Regions from separate parts of the Ovis aries genome. Here region 2 is linked to region 1. A link is a contact called in public Hi-C data. All regions are on one chromosome and are shown on one strand. The core of a region is the stretch at or near the end of the contact, and the rest is flanking DNA. Distances in the headings are between cores, read along the strand shown. Region 1 overlaps EPS15L1 (epidermal growth factor receptor pathway substrate 15 like 1). Region 2 has its middle 54 kb from the start of AP1M1.

Region 1 (5,853 bases), core at 2,905-5,404:
TCATTAACACGGAGGCAGGGACGCCCACCGAGCCCGCCACGCTGTGCGGCACGGTCCCCGCTCGGCCGGGGGCTGCTCACCAGCCCCCCGCTTTCCTCCACCCTCGAGAGACAGGGTCCTCTGGCCCACGAGGGGCAGCTGGCAGACACACGGAGCAGGCGGGAACACCCAGCGCCTCGGGGGGCTTATGTCATGCGGCAGGGCATGGGGGTGGGGAGCTGTTTCCCTGCCACCCGCCAGGGGATATCGGGGCTTCCTGCTCACACTTCAGAGACGTGTCCCACCCCCTCTCCCTTCGGTCAGTGTCAGCCACTCAGTCAGAGCGGCACCAGACCCGCTCTGTGCCGCTGAGCTGCACCCCCAGGGACTCAAGCCAGAGCCCACCCCATCCACATTGGCACAGCCACCGCCACCTCCAATGGGCTCTTGTTGCCTCTGGCCTGGACCCTCCACTAGCTTCCTCCAGCCCTAGTCTCACCCGCGCCCCGCTCCCCGCCGACATCCACCATCTCACACCCAAATCAGACCATGTCACACCAGCCACAAAGAGACGCCTGGAGGGTCAGGTGGGCAGGAAGGCAGGCGGGAAGGTAAACATGGCAGGCGGGCAGGGAGGCAGGTGGATGGGCAGGCAGCAGCGCAGCCAGCCCCTGAAGCTTAAAGGCAACTCCCAGTACTCCTCAAGGCACACAGGGCCTTCCTCATAGCCCCCAGCCCCCTTACTGTGCAATGCTTTGGCCTCAGCCCTGCAGTGGACCCAACCCTCTCTTGGCAATTCTCTGATGCCTGGAGCCCCAGGTGCCCCATCCCTAGGCCTCCATACACACAGGGTCCCTGACTGGGGGCGCTCAGCCCTTCCCGTCCACCCTGAGCCCCTGTTCCTTCTCAGAGATGGGCTGGAGTTCACTGCCGCCCCCAGACCCCTCCGTGCCACCCCTTTCTGCACCAGCTCAGACATCCTAGGGTGAGCTGACAGGACATAGCTTATCAAGCCAGGGTCAGGCACCCAGGACCCTCCTGTCTTAACTGAGTGGCCTGAAAGGCAAGAGGCACCGATAGGGCACACACCTGGCCGCGGCGGGCAAGGACTCGTCCATACGAGCACCCGCTCCTGGAGCCCCAGCATGGCGCTGGGCATGACAAACCTCCACTGACGGATGGATGAGCGCAGAGGACCAGAGGCGCCCCAAAGGGAGACTGCTTTCTCTATGGGTGGGGGATTGTGTTCCCTCACACAGAAAAGAACTAGGGAAAAGTAGAGAGAGCAGATTCAGAGCTGTTGGACACAGAGGGAAGTAGTGGACACTGGAGTGAAAATGCTGATATGATCCTCAGAAGAGAAAAGGAGAGGGGATGCACAGGGGTCAGGGGGGACTGTGCATGGTGGGCGTGGAGCAGGCGTGAGGGGGGCACGTGCAGTACTCTCCCCAGTGCGGGTCGGGGGGGCTGGTCAAGCGACAGCAGAGCCCACTCTAGGGACTTCCTTAGGCACCTGGTTCCCACGTGTGGATGGAACAGTGGGGAGAAGGGCGGGCATCAGTCACGGGGTTATGGTCATGGGGACACGGATGCAGCCACCCTGTCCCTGGTACCTAGTCCCAGATACTCGTCTCGGGTGGGAGAGAGGCGGCTGGTCCACAGAGATAAGGAGGGGGCCAGGAGAGGGCGGTGGCACCCTCAGCCAAGACCGCTGGGCACCCAGTTCCTCCCCCGGAACCTCAGAGGGCCCCCAGGGTAGGAGACGTCCACTCTGTGCTGGTCTCGCCACATCGTCCCACCGGCCTGGGGACAGAGTCCTCCGGCCACCCCTTCCATCTCACAGGCAGGGAAGCTGAGGAACTGTGAGAAGACATGGCCTGCTGACAACACAGCACCTCAGGGTGGGACCTGGAGGCCCCGCTCCCAGCTCCGCGCCTCTGTTTCCTCTTCTGTGAGATGACCACCATGCCTTGCCCGCGCTCGCAGGGCTGGGCGAGAAGTCGAAAGGGAATGCGTAAGCGGCTCCACCCGGCGCCCAAACCACATCAGCAGAGACAGCGCAAGCAGCATCATGCTGAGAATGTGGACGTGACTCGGATTCCCCTGGATGCCCGCAAGAATCTGCAAATGCCCGCTGGCCACCGACACTATGTTTCTGCTGCTTCCTGTCATCCACAGAGCCCTTCCCAGACTGAGCGAGCCAGAGAGCCAAGGTGCAGCGTGGACCTGCAGCTCAGCTTTAAAGTGAGCGGCTAGGGTCTGCTGTTCGGGAAAGAAGACGGAGCAGCCGCTGAGATGGAGAGCGCGCAGCTGCTTCTGCTTTTGCTGTTCCCAGGACACGCCCTGGGTTGACAGCTCTCTCCACGCTTGCCACAACCTTAGACGGGCAGGCGAGAACCAAAATCAATTTCTTGGCAAACGGGGCATGACCAGCTCCCTAGGCCCCTGAGTGGACCCGTTCTTGTCCTGGGAGCTGGGTATGCGCCAGCTCTGGGGAAGGGGTGCAGAGGGACACCTGGGAGCCTCTGGGTGCGGACCCCCCGCCCCCACCCCCAGAGCTGCATGGCGCACGGTGAGGCCCTCGTCCACCCAGCCTGTGCACCACACCCCGGAGCGCAAGATGCACTGAGCCTCCCGGCTGGCTGGGCACACCGTGGGCCAAGCCGACCCTCCGCCCCCTCATCTATCTAAACCCACTGCGTGGCTGGTGGACCCGCTCCAGGGAGAAAGAGTTCGCCCACAGCAGGGAGTTTTATCACTTCTGACACCAAAAAGCCTGCGTCATTTCCGAATCCTGACTTTCATGACTTGAAGTTTTCCAAGAAGCCTCCTCTGGGACCTGACTCGTTCCTACTCAGGCTGTAGCTTCAGGGAAAGTTGCTATTTTTAGAAGGGTTTCAGTAAAGCCGGTAGGGGCTCTCTGGCTGGGCTATAGTGAAGTGTGCTCCAAAAAAAGAAAAAAAAAAAGAAAAACACACAGACAGCAAAGCTACTATACAAGACACAGCTCTAAAAGGTTTACAGTTCAAAAAATTGACTTAAAACAAATGACCCTCAACTTAAAAAAAAAAAAGCCCTAAATAGAAATGCATGCTTGAAAAACAACTGAAAATGGGCTGACAAAGGGCAGTCAAGTATTTCATAGCTGGCTTTTTTAAAAAATCCTAGGGTAGGAGGGGTGAAATAATTAAGTTGGAGTCTTGTTTTTATTCTCAGATGCTCTGAGATCTATTTTGGGAAAAGTGTTCTTAACGCAAGGTAATACTGCCTAGAAAAATCACCTCAGGTACGAGGGGACCTCAACTAAGGGTGCAAGCCTGGAGACACTCCCAGAGGAATCCAGGGAATCAGACTGCGGGTTGATCTCCTCCAGCACTGCCGGGCAGAGAGGGGCACACTCCAGCTTTGGGTGAAGTTAAGGAAGGGTGCCAGCCTGCATGGCCTCCCCACCCCACTCAGGTGGAGAAGAGACAGCGATGTTCAAAACACACACACACCCCCCCCAAGCAGTTAAAAAAACACCTTCTTGCCACTTTACTTTCATTTCCTTCGGCATTTTATTTATACACACAATGTTGTTCTTGAAAAACAGAAAGGGAACCAAAAGGGAAAAACAGACCTATGAGGTTAGGGCGCTGAACTGAGCTGGGCAAGCGCCATGAGATCAGGAGCTGATGGGATCGTGGAAACAAAACAATGGAGACAAACTTTCCACGGCCCCAGCCAGCCCTGTCCCGCCCAGTGCCACCAACAGGAAGGGGCGCTGGCTCTGAAGTCACAAGTGCACGTGTGTGTGGCCTGAGCCGGGACACGAGATCAAGGAGAGGGAAAGCGGAATGAAAGAGGGAAAACGCACCTGCAGGTTAGAACGGGCACCAAGAGGGAAGGGCCAGGCTCTGAACTGCCTGGCTGAGGGTCGCCTCTGCAGCTAGCAGAGACACAGGCGGGTGCTGCCTGGAGGCGGCGGCCCGGGTCCCGCCAGGCGGCCACTCCACACAGCCTCCAGTGCGCCCTGATACAGAGGGCTTGGCTCACGCCTCGTCCTTGTCCCCTGGTCCCAGCTCGGGGGCACTGCTTGCCCTCGTTCCCCTGCCTCTGGGGGAGAGGGCCCACTCGTGCTGGCTTGAGAACAGGGCATGAGCCCCTTCCCTGGAGACTGCCGCCCCCGTGTGGCAGAGGTTTCTTCATTTCAGGGGACAGTTTCCCGCCCGCTAAGCAGGGACAGAAGCCAAGGACACGCAGTTCCACCCGGGGAGTGCATGTAACAGCCACACAGCCACAGGTGGACACGAAGGCACATCTCGGGCTCTGGTCCCTTCTGGCCGATCCCAGACCACCAGTGTCCCAGTTCCCACAGGACTGTGACTCCCTCCAGGCACGGGAAGGAGACAGGACGGAAAGCCTGGCACCCCCAGGCTCCCTCCCACGGCAGCCAATGGGCAAACCGATGCTCTGCCTCCAGCCAGGACTTAGATTTGCTACCTCGACAGTTTACACTCACGCGCTTCTCTGAAAACCTGAACAAAACCTCAAACGTTTCTTGGAAGCCACATGCCACAATCACACATTGCTAACCACAAGCGCTCAGCACCCAGACAGCCGTGCGCCCCTCGGGCTGAGTGAAGCAGGCGGGATGCCCCTCTGAGGAGCTGGCATGCGGGGTGCGAGGGGTGGGAGGTACGGGCTCCAGGCTGTAGATGCCTGCTCCCACACGCTCCAGGGTTCCTTCTCCAGCCATCCCCCCGCCCACCAACTAAGGGGCAAGATCAGGGACAGGAGCTGCATCTGCACGTGTTCACCAGTGCCCCAGCGGCCACGGAGCCCGGGCCACCTGGACCAAAGTGGGCGGCTGGAAACACCCGAGGAATAAACGGAGAACACGGGGCTCCAGCAGGCTGTGCTGCACCTGGTTCTGCATCCTTGAGGGGACCCCACCCTCCCGACGAGGCCAAGACACACACCGAACGCTTCCCTCAACCCGCTAACCCGGGCTCGCAGTCGGAACCAAGGGACACTAAAGGTTAGGGCGGAGAACAGAAGCTGCACATCAACTCCCCACAGCCAGCGCTTTCAACAGCTCAGCGGTTTCTTCTGAAATGCACCTCAGAGTCATGGGCTTCTACTCTTATTGCTCGCTCTGTTTTGGACAGTCTCTACCGACGGACTTCTTGCTCTGCTAAAGATTTAGCTCTCCAGCCACACCTCCTTCGAGCCCCTCTCGACAGAGTGATCACACCGCCTGTGGGGCTACATTTACAGTCAGTTCAGGTAATTATGGCCGCGCAGACACCGCCCAGGCCGAACAGAAGTGACTTACGGGCCTTCCTGAACAGCTCACGTTTCACCCGCGTATTTATTCACCAACTGAGCCCAGCCCTCACTTTCCACATTCTTCTCGGGTTCTACCCACAGGCAGCTCCAGACACATCTGCGTGTGGGCCTGTGGCCCCCGGTTCTGGCCTCGCAGGCTGCACGCCAGGCCTGGCCCCCTGTGCTCAACACCTTCTTGCATTGTTTGGCCATTGGGAGACTTTATCACCTGAGGTCTGACGGCTGTGAGACACCAGTGAGGGCAGGAGGGAGGCCCTCGCGCCTGTGCCTGGGCAGGCGGCAGGGGGACTCAAGGCTTTGGTACCGCCACTTGGAGGAAGGGAAATGCGTCCAGCCACAGCCATGGACACCTTCCAGACCCTGTCTGCACACTCACGACGTCAAGTGAGCATGCGCTTTGCATGTCGGAGCTCGACAGGTGCCAAGGAAACACATACGTGGCATGAAGCAACTATGCCTGGCAGCCCAGGACGAGACCACGGCCGCAGCACAAGGACACCGGCAGAGGTGCAGGGGCTCCACGCGAGAGCTTTACCTTGGACA
Region 2 (6,565 bases), core at 1,626-4,125, 130 kb before region 1:
CACAGAGGTAGCACTGATTTATGAACAAAGTTCCATATTTCACTCACGTCTCTTAAAAATGAAAGAGGAGATGAAAGCCAGCGGTTCCCTCACCTCTCACCCCATTGACCCTCCCTGTGTTCTGCACAAAAGCTCTAAACTTGAGCCAGTGAGGGAGATATGGGCCCAGCAGGCAGGGGCTGGGTCCTCCTGGAGAAATCGTCCTGGGACCCTGGTTTTCTGCGGCATCTTGGCCCCTGCCTCCACGGGCGGGGAGGTGTGGACCACGTCCCTGAAGCCAGAGGGCAAAACAGCGGCAGGGCCAGCGACCCTGTCTCAGACCTCAGCTGGAACCTGGAGATGCATCACTGACCCCCGTCCCTCCCTGCTTCTCCCTGCAGAGCCGCCAGACTCAGGCACCAGGGCTCAGAGGACCATAGTGGAGCCAGTGAGAGTCAGAGGTGAAAGACTGTTTTGAGAATCAGAGTGAAATGAGTAATATTTAATCACAGTGTATCCTTCTCATAAAGCAGTAGACACAGTGACTGAGCAGGACACAGCAAGGCAAGAGAATGTGTCACGCTTATACAAAATTGAGGATGTTGAGTTATGACTAGAGGCAACTTTAATTTTATACTCTCTGCCAAAATGAATTTTATTTCCTAGAAAATATTATTCCTTTTATTGCCTATAATTTAAAATGTGCATACACACATATATATAGCTTATTATGTGAATGAACTAATGTTATTATTTTGGTTGCAATAAAATCTATTTTGAAATTTAAAAAAAAAAGTTCCCCAGATCCCAGGGTCTCAACCAAGAGGGAATAAGTCCTCTCCCAGGAGCTCAGGTCTTGGTTGGCAGATCTAGGAGGAAGTGCCAGGTTTCAGAGCCATGGAATCACCCCCTCTTGGAATCTCAGCTTCCTTTTCTGTGAAACAGGGAGAGTGTCACTTGACTCTAAGCCTTCACACACTGTTCCCTCAGCCTGGTCATCCCTTCCATGCCTTCTGCCTGATGAACTCCTACATATCCGCTACACCCTAGCTATGACACTATTCCTCCAGGCAGTCATCCTAGACAGACACCTGGATTCCTCCAGCCTCCTTCTAGCTGAACCCTGAGCCTGTAGGGCTGTGTGTGCAGGGGGCATCTCCCCCAGACTGGGGGCTCCTTGACGGGCAGGCTGGGAGGGCTAGGGTGGGGAATGTTAAGTGAAAATGAAGCCACCACTATCCCCGTTTGATGGATGAGGATGACTCTGAGAGGGACTCAGCTCCTGAGGGTCACACAGTCACGGTAGCTGCAGAGCCGCAGCCCCACTCGGGGTAGTCGGGCTCCACTCCATCTCAGAGCTTGAGAGTGGACCTAACTACCCAGCACCCTCAGTGGGCTGCTCACCCTGACCCCCTCCTGGGTCCCTGCAGCCCCTTCCCTGGGGCCTAGAACAGTCTGTCCCCTTGTTACGGGGGGTGTCCTCCTGGTGGCCCCAGGGTCACAGATAAGGCCACTGGGCCCAGCTATCAGCAGGAAACATCTTGGCAGGACAGGAAGCCACGGCATTGGCCCGCCGCACCCTCGGCAGCCTCAGCCTATCCGCAGCCTGATATTTTGGGAGCCGCTATATAAACCCTGACTGGGCTGCCAGTTGTTCCCGGGGGAAGCACGAAGCTTCATGTTCCTCGGCAGCCCTGTGGCCCCTGGGCCAGATGCTCAGAGCGGGGTGCACCAGAGCGCCAGGCTCGCTGGAGAGGCCGGGGCCTGTGTGCGCGATTCCCCCACCCCATTCAATCTCAGTGCTGCCCCTGGCTGGCTGAGCGACCCAGGGCAAACGACTTCGCCTCTCCGGGCCTTGGTGTTTCCCTCCCCATAGCTCTCCCCGGTCCTGTCCCAGGAAACAGCGTGCGCTCAGTTGCTCTAGTCCTGTCCAGTTCTTTGCTACCCTACGGACTCCAGCCCACCAGGCCCCTCTGCCCATGGGATTCTCCAGGCAAGAGTACTGGAGTGAGTTGCCATGCCCTCCTCCAGGGGCTCTTCCCAACCCAGGGATCGAATGCGCATCTCCGGTGTCACAGGCAGATTCTTCACCGGCTGAGTCACCAGGGAAGCCGCTCAGGAAACACTCACCGGTCTCCAACCACACTCACAGGTTCTAGAGCGTTTCCTGAGGTTTCTCGGCCTGACATGGCATCTGCCGACACCTGAGGGCCAACCCTCCCCTGCTCCCTCCACACCATGGGAAGTGCCTGGGAATCCGCCTTTTATTTTTTGAGTTGCGAGTCAAGTTTTATTGGGGACAAAATGAGGACTGCAGCCCAGGAGAGAGCACCTCTGCTTCCCAAGAGGCTGGGAGTGGGGAGGTCAATATATGTGATTTGGGTGAGTGGGGAGCTCAGGAATCTGCATTTTAAACTAGCCTCATACAAGCTCAAGCTTCTCAAGTTCAAGGACACCCCGTTGGTTCCAAGTCTCCAGGACACCTCACCTCCCCCGGACAACCACCCAACCAGACCCCAAACAACCTCTGGGTCAGAGAAGCAACATTCCAAGGACGTGGTCGCAGTTATTCCCATCTTACAGAGAAGAGAACTGAGGTCCAGAGTGGAGAAGGGACTTGCCTGAGGCTGCACGGCGGGCCAGAAGCAGGGTGGCATCAGAACCCAGGCCCAAGGTCCCCTCCTGCACCCCACGCCCCTCTCAGGAGGCTCAGAGGGGCTGAGGATCGCTCCAGAGGCCACACAGCCCGCTGATGGTGGGGATAGAATTCAAACCCGAGCCTGCGTGCCCGCCCCCAATCCCCACCCCTGATCGACACACAAGGGAACCAGCCCAGACGCAGCAGCTACTGCTTGGAGCCTGACTGACATGTACATGTCGCCCACGACCAGTAAAAGTGAAACGCAGAAGTGAGATAAAAATACTCAAGAGCTCACTGGGGCTCAGAGTCGGCCCCTGCTCTCGGACCCCGGGGCCCTTTCCTGGTGAGAGCCGAGGGGCAGGCCGGCAAGCCAGGCGGGGGGGACCAAGCGTGACTATGTGCAGCGGCCGGCCCAGCACCTGCGGCAGCCTGACTGCGGGTGGCGGAGCGTGCCCAGCGGCCCCCCGCCCCCGGCAGCTGCAGCCGGCGAGAGGGAGCGGCCATGCCAGATATAACCCGACCTGAACTCCACCCAAAACCAGCGCCCCAAGGCCGGCCCGTGCCTGGAAAGCCAGTTTGGGCCCCGTGAGTTTGGGTAGGTTCTGGGCTTGTCTCGCTCCCAAGAAAGGTCCCAGTGTGGCCACACGTCTCCTGCAGACCTCCTCCACCCCCTCCTCTCTGCCAGGCCTGGTGTGACGTAAGAGGCCAGCCTGCCCCTGTCTTGGCCAGCCTGCGGTAATGAGCTCCTGCTCAGCTTGCTGTCCTGGGGAGTCAGGCTTCCATCCCTCTCCTAACGGGATGCTCACTACCATTAAAGGAGCCCAGGAACCCACACATCGCTCAGAGGGGTCCCTCTGCCCCTGCCCTGCCTTGCTCTGCCGCTGAGCCACCTGGAGCTGGTCAAGGACCTGGGCCTGTCCTGCTCTAAGTTGAACGCATTTGAGCCTCCGATGCCTTCTCCCAGGGCAGCACTCTGAAGTGTGCACAAACAAGCACACACACCATGGCGGTCTTCACTGAACCCTCTGTGTGCCCCGTTTCAAAGCGGCAGGGGCAGCCGTCTGCCTGCTCTGATCAACCCAAAATGAGGAGAGAAATCACCTCCCTTGTTCTGGAGTCTATGGCTCTATTAATGCAACCCATGGACCCAGCAGCTTATCTGGCAGCTACATCACAGACAGCAGGGCTGTTACGTAATCATTAACCATCAATTCAAAAATTTTGAGCCCACCAGGGTTTGGCAGGAAGGATTAGGGCTGGGAATGTTCTGTTTCTTAATCTGGGTGCTGGTTACACAGGAGTGTTCACTCGGTGAAAAGTTATCGAGCTGTAGATGTCTGTATGCTGCACTTGAACAAAACATTTAAAAAGAAGAAAAGGAAAGAAGTTTGACATCAGGCCAAGACTGACAGGTAAGTTGACAACAACTAGATGAGGTTTGGAGACATGGATGGATGCAGGAAGAGCAAATGCGAAGACCTGGGGTCCTGGGGGATTCTGATGTGTTTGAGGATCTAGCAGAGAGACCCAGGCCTGGGGTGGGGGCAGGGACTGGTCATGTAGAACCTCCAAAGCCACCAGCAAGAGCAGGGACATGGCTCTGAAACCAGCACAGTGCCAACAAGAGGTTAAAGTGGAGGCTGACGATATGGAGTGGACACACACAAAGGCCACTACAGCCGCAAGCGAAGGGGTCCCCAGTCCATGTGCCAGAGGGGGAACTGAGGCCTGGTGAGGCCAGGCTGCTTGGCTCCACGTCACTGGTGGAGGGGCAGTGTGCGCCTCCTTGACCCTTCCAGGGTCTCTTTCTTTCTAGTCTGATGCCCTTGTGTGCCTGGAGGGTAGGCAGGCTCACTGCGCCCAAGAGGTGAGGCTCCCTGAATTCGAGTCCTGGTCTGAGCTCGCTGGCCTTGGGGTCTCCTCTGTAAAATGGGGCTGGTGAGGAGGTGTCCTTTCCAGTGTCAGCTGCAGGGGGCGCTCGGTAGGCAGCGAGTCGAGCAGGGTCTTCCTGGCCAGCCCAGGGGTCATTTCACAAGCGGGGGACCGCGGAGGTGGCTTTTCTGAGAAGCCTGAAGCTGAGGAGGAATTCCTCTGCTCATGGGGGACCGTGTGGTAGGAGCAACACCGCCCCCCACCTCAGCCTGCACCAAGAGAAGGCAGGAGGTAGAAGTTTTAAAAAGAAGAAATGTCCCAATAATGCAAATTCAGACCCGCGGGGGTGAAACCAAAGCAGGAAAGAGGGCGACGAAAGAGATGCGTCGCCAGGTGCCTTGAGAGGGGGTCACCATCAAGAACCCCCCAGCCCTCTCCCCCGATCAGGCCCTCATTGCAGCTCTCGGACCCCACTACCACCCCACCATACTCTAGAATCATCTTGCTTGTTTGTCTCTCTCTCATCTGTCCCCTGGCTATAGGCCATCAGTCATCAGGAGAGTAAGACCATTCTGGCTTGTTCCCCATCAAATTTCCGGCTCCCAGCCCCAGACCCTGGCACCGAGAGGAGCTCAGTAAATATTTGTTGCCTGAATAAACGGTGGCAGGCCGTCTCCCCAGCTTATCTCAACAGGGGCTTTATCAGCCTTGGCTTGACAACAGGCCAGGACCTCAAACCCCAGCCTGGCTTCAGCCTGGCCACCACACCTCTATGAACCCCACGTTCTCAGCTGAACTGTGGGCCTGGGGCTAAGACGTCATTTGGGAGTCCCAGGAGATGACCCACAGCACAGAGAAAGCCAGGGACATGGAAGTGCTCTGTAAATGGGCCCTGTCACCTTCCCCCACCCCAACCCTTGGCCTTGAGCCCCTGCTGACCCCAGGATAGAGCTGCGATCTGCACCCCACCCCAGGGAAAGAGAGGACAAAGGTGGTGCCCAGAGTCGGTGGGGGCTGGCAGGCTCCCCCACTGTGAGCTCTTTCTAAGAAGCCAGTAGTGATAACATTCCCCCAAAACAGGAACCAGCGGGTCTCACTGGGTATTGCACAAGCTTCCAATGAGGACTTGCCTGGTGGCTCAGCGGCAAAGAACCCGCCTGCCAATGCAGGAGACTGTGGGTTCGATCCCTGGGTTGGGAAGACACCTCGGAGAAGGAAACAGCAACCCACTCCAGTATTCTTGCCTGGGAAATCCCATGGACAGAGGAGCCTGGCGGGCTAGAGTCCATGGGGTCGCAAACGAGTTGGACATGACTTAGCAACTAAACTAGCGAGGCCACCCCTTGTGCACAGCCCTAGGACCCCTTGGCCGGCTTCAGGGCCCACTGGGCACAGCCTGGAAAGATTTTTATGTAAAAGTGGCCGATGCAAATCCAGGGGCCCTGGAACCACGAAAAGCCCCACTTCCCCCTTTACCATTCTAGCCTGGGTAGCTGCCACCTGGGCATGGCGGGTGGGGTGTCGTTAGAACCCCAAATCTATCCTGGTCACTGAGTCGAAGGAAGGGGGAAGGGACAGTACCTGTGGCCACCCCCCGCCACCAGCCCCCTGCTTTAGGGATGGTCGTAGAGGCTGGCCCTGATTTTTTAAATCAAGAAAAAATTCACATAACATAAAATGCACCATTTTAACCATTCTAAAGTGTACAATCCAGTGGTTTTTTAGCATACTCACAGTGTTATGCAATCATCCCCTCCATCTAATTACAGAACATTATCACCCCACAAAGACCTCCTGCCCCCCTTACCAGTTACTCCTTATGGCCCCACCCCCAACCCCTGTCAACCACACACCTGCCTTCCGTCTCTAGGATTTGCCTGTTTGGATATTTCTTATAAATGGAATTGCACTGTACATGGCATCTGGGGCTTGGCTTCTTCCACTCAGCGTAATATTTTTGAGGTTCATCCACACTGTCCTATGTATCAGAGCTTCATTCCTTTTTATGGCTGAATAACGGGTTTTCCCCGCGGCTCGGCAGTAAACAATCCGCCTGCAAGGCAGGAGCTGCAG

The links. Hi-C and Micro-C count contacts between places; a contact is called where the count stands out from the background.
Region 2: a contact with region 1 is called in a Hi-C map of blood, with 3 times the contacts expected there. The contact joins two enhancer-like sites. A contact is called at or near these places in 3 of 16 Hi-C or Micro-C datasets (blood, muscle and tail adipose tissue).

Annotation. Positions count from the first base shown.
Region 1 is chr5:6,414,107-6,419,959 of ARS-UI_Ramb_v3.0, reverse strand. EPS15L1 (epidermal growth factor receptor pathway substrate 15 like 1) reads right to left here. Exons shown (of 24, transcript XM_060416230.1): 19 at 5,846-5,853. The region is part of intron 1 of LOC121819589; the gene reads left to right. Among named protein-coding and RNA genes, the nearest start is that of KLF2, 51 kb to the left of the region's middle. Within about 2 kb of position 4,154, at least 14 of the 54 cell types and tissues checked have an H3K27ac peak or open chromatin away from gene starts, as enhancers often do.
Region 2 is chr5:6,545,666-6,552,230 of ARS-UI_Ramb_v3.0, reverse strand. No RefSeq gene overlaps it. Among named protein-coding and RNA genes, the nearest start is that of AP1M1, 54 kb to the left of the region's middle. Within about 2 kb of position 2,875, at least 8 of the 54 cell types and tissues checked have an H3K27ac peak or open chromatin away from gene starts, as enhancers often do.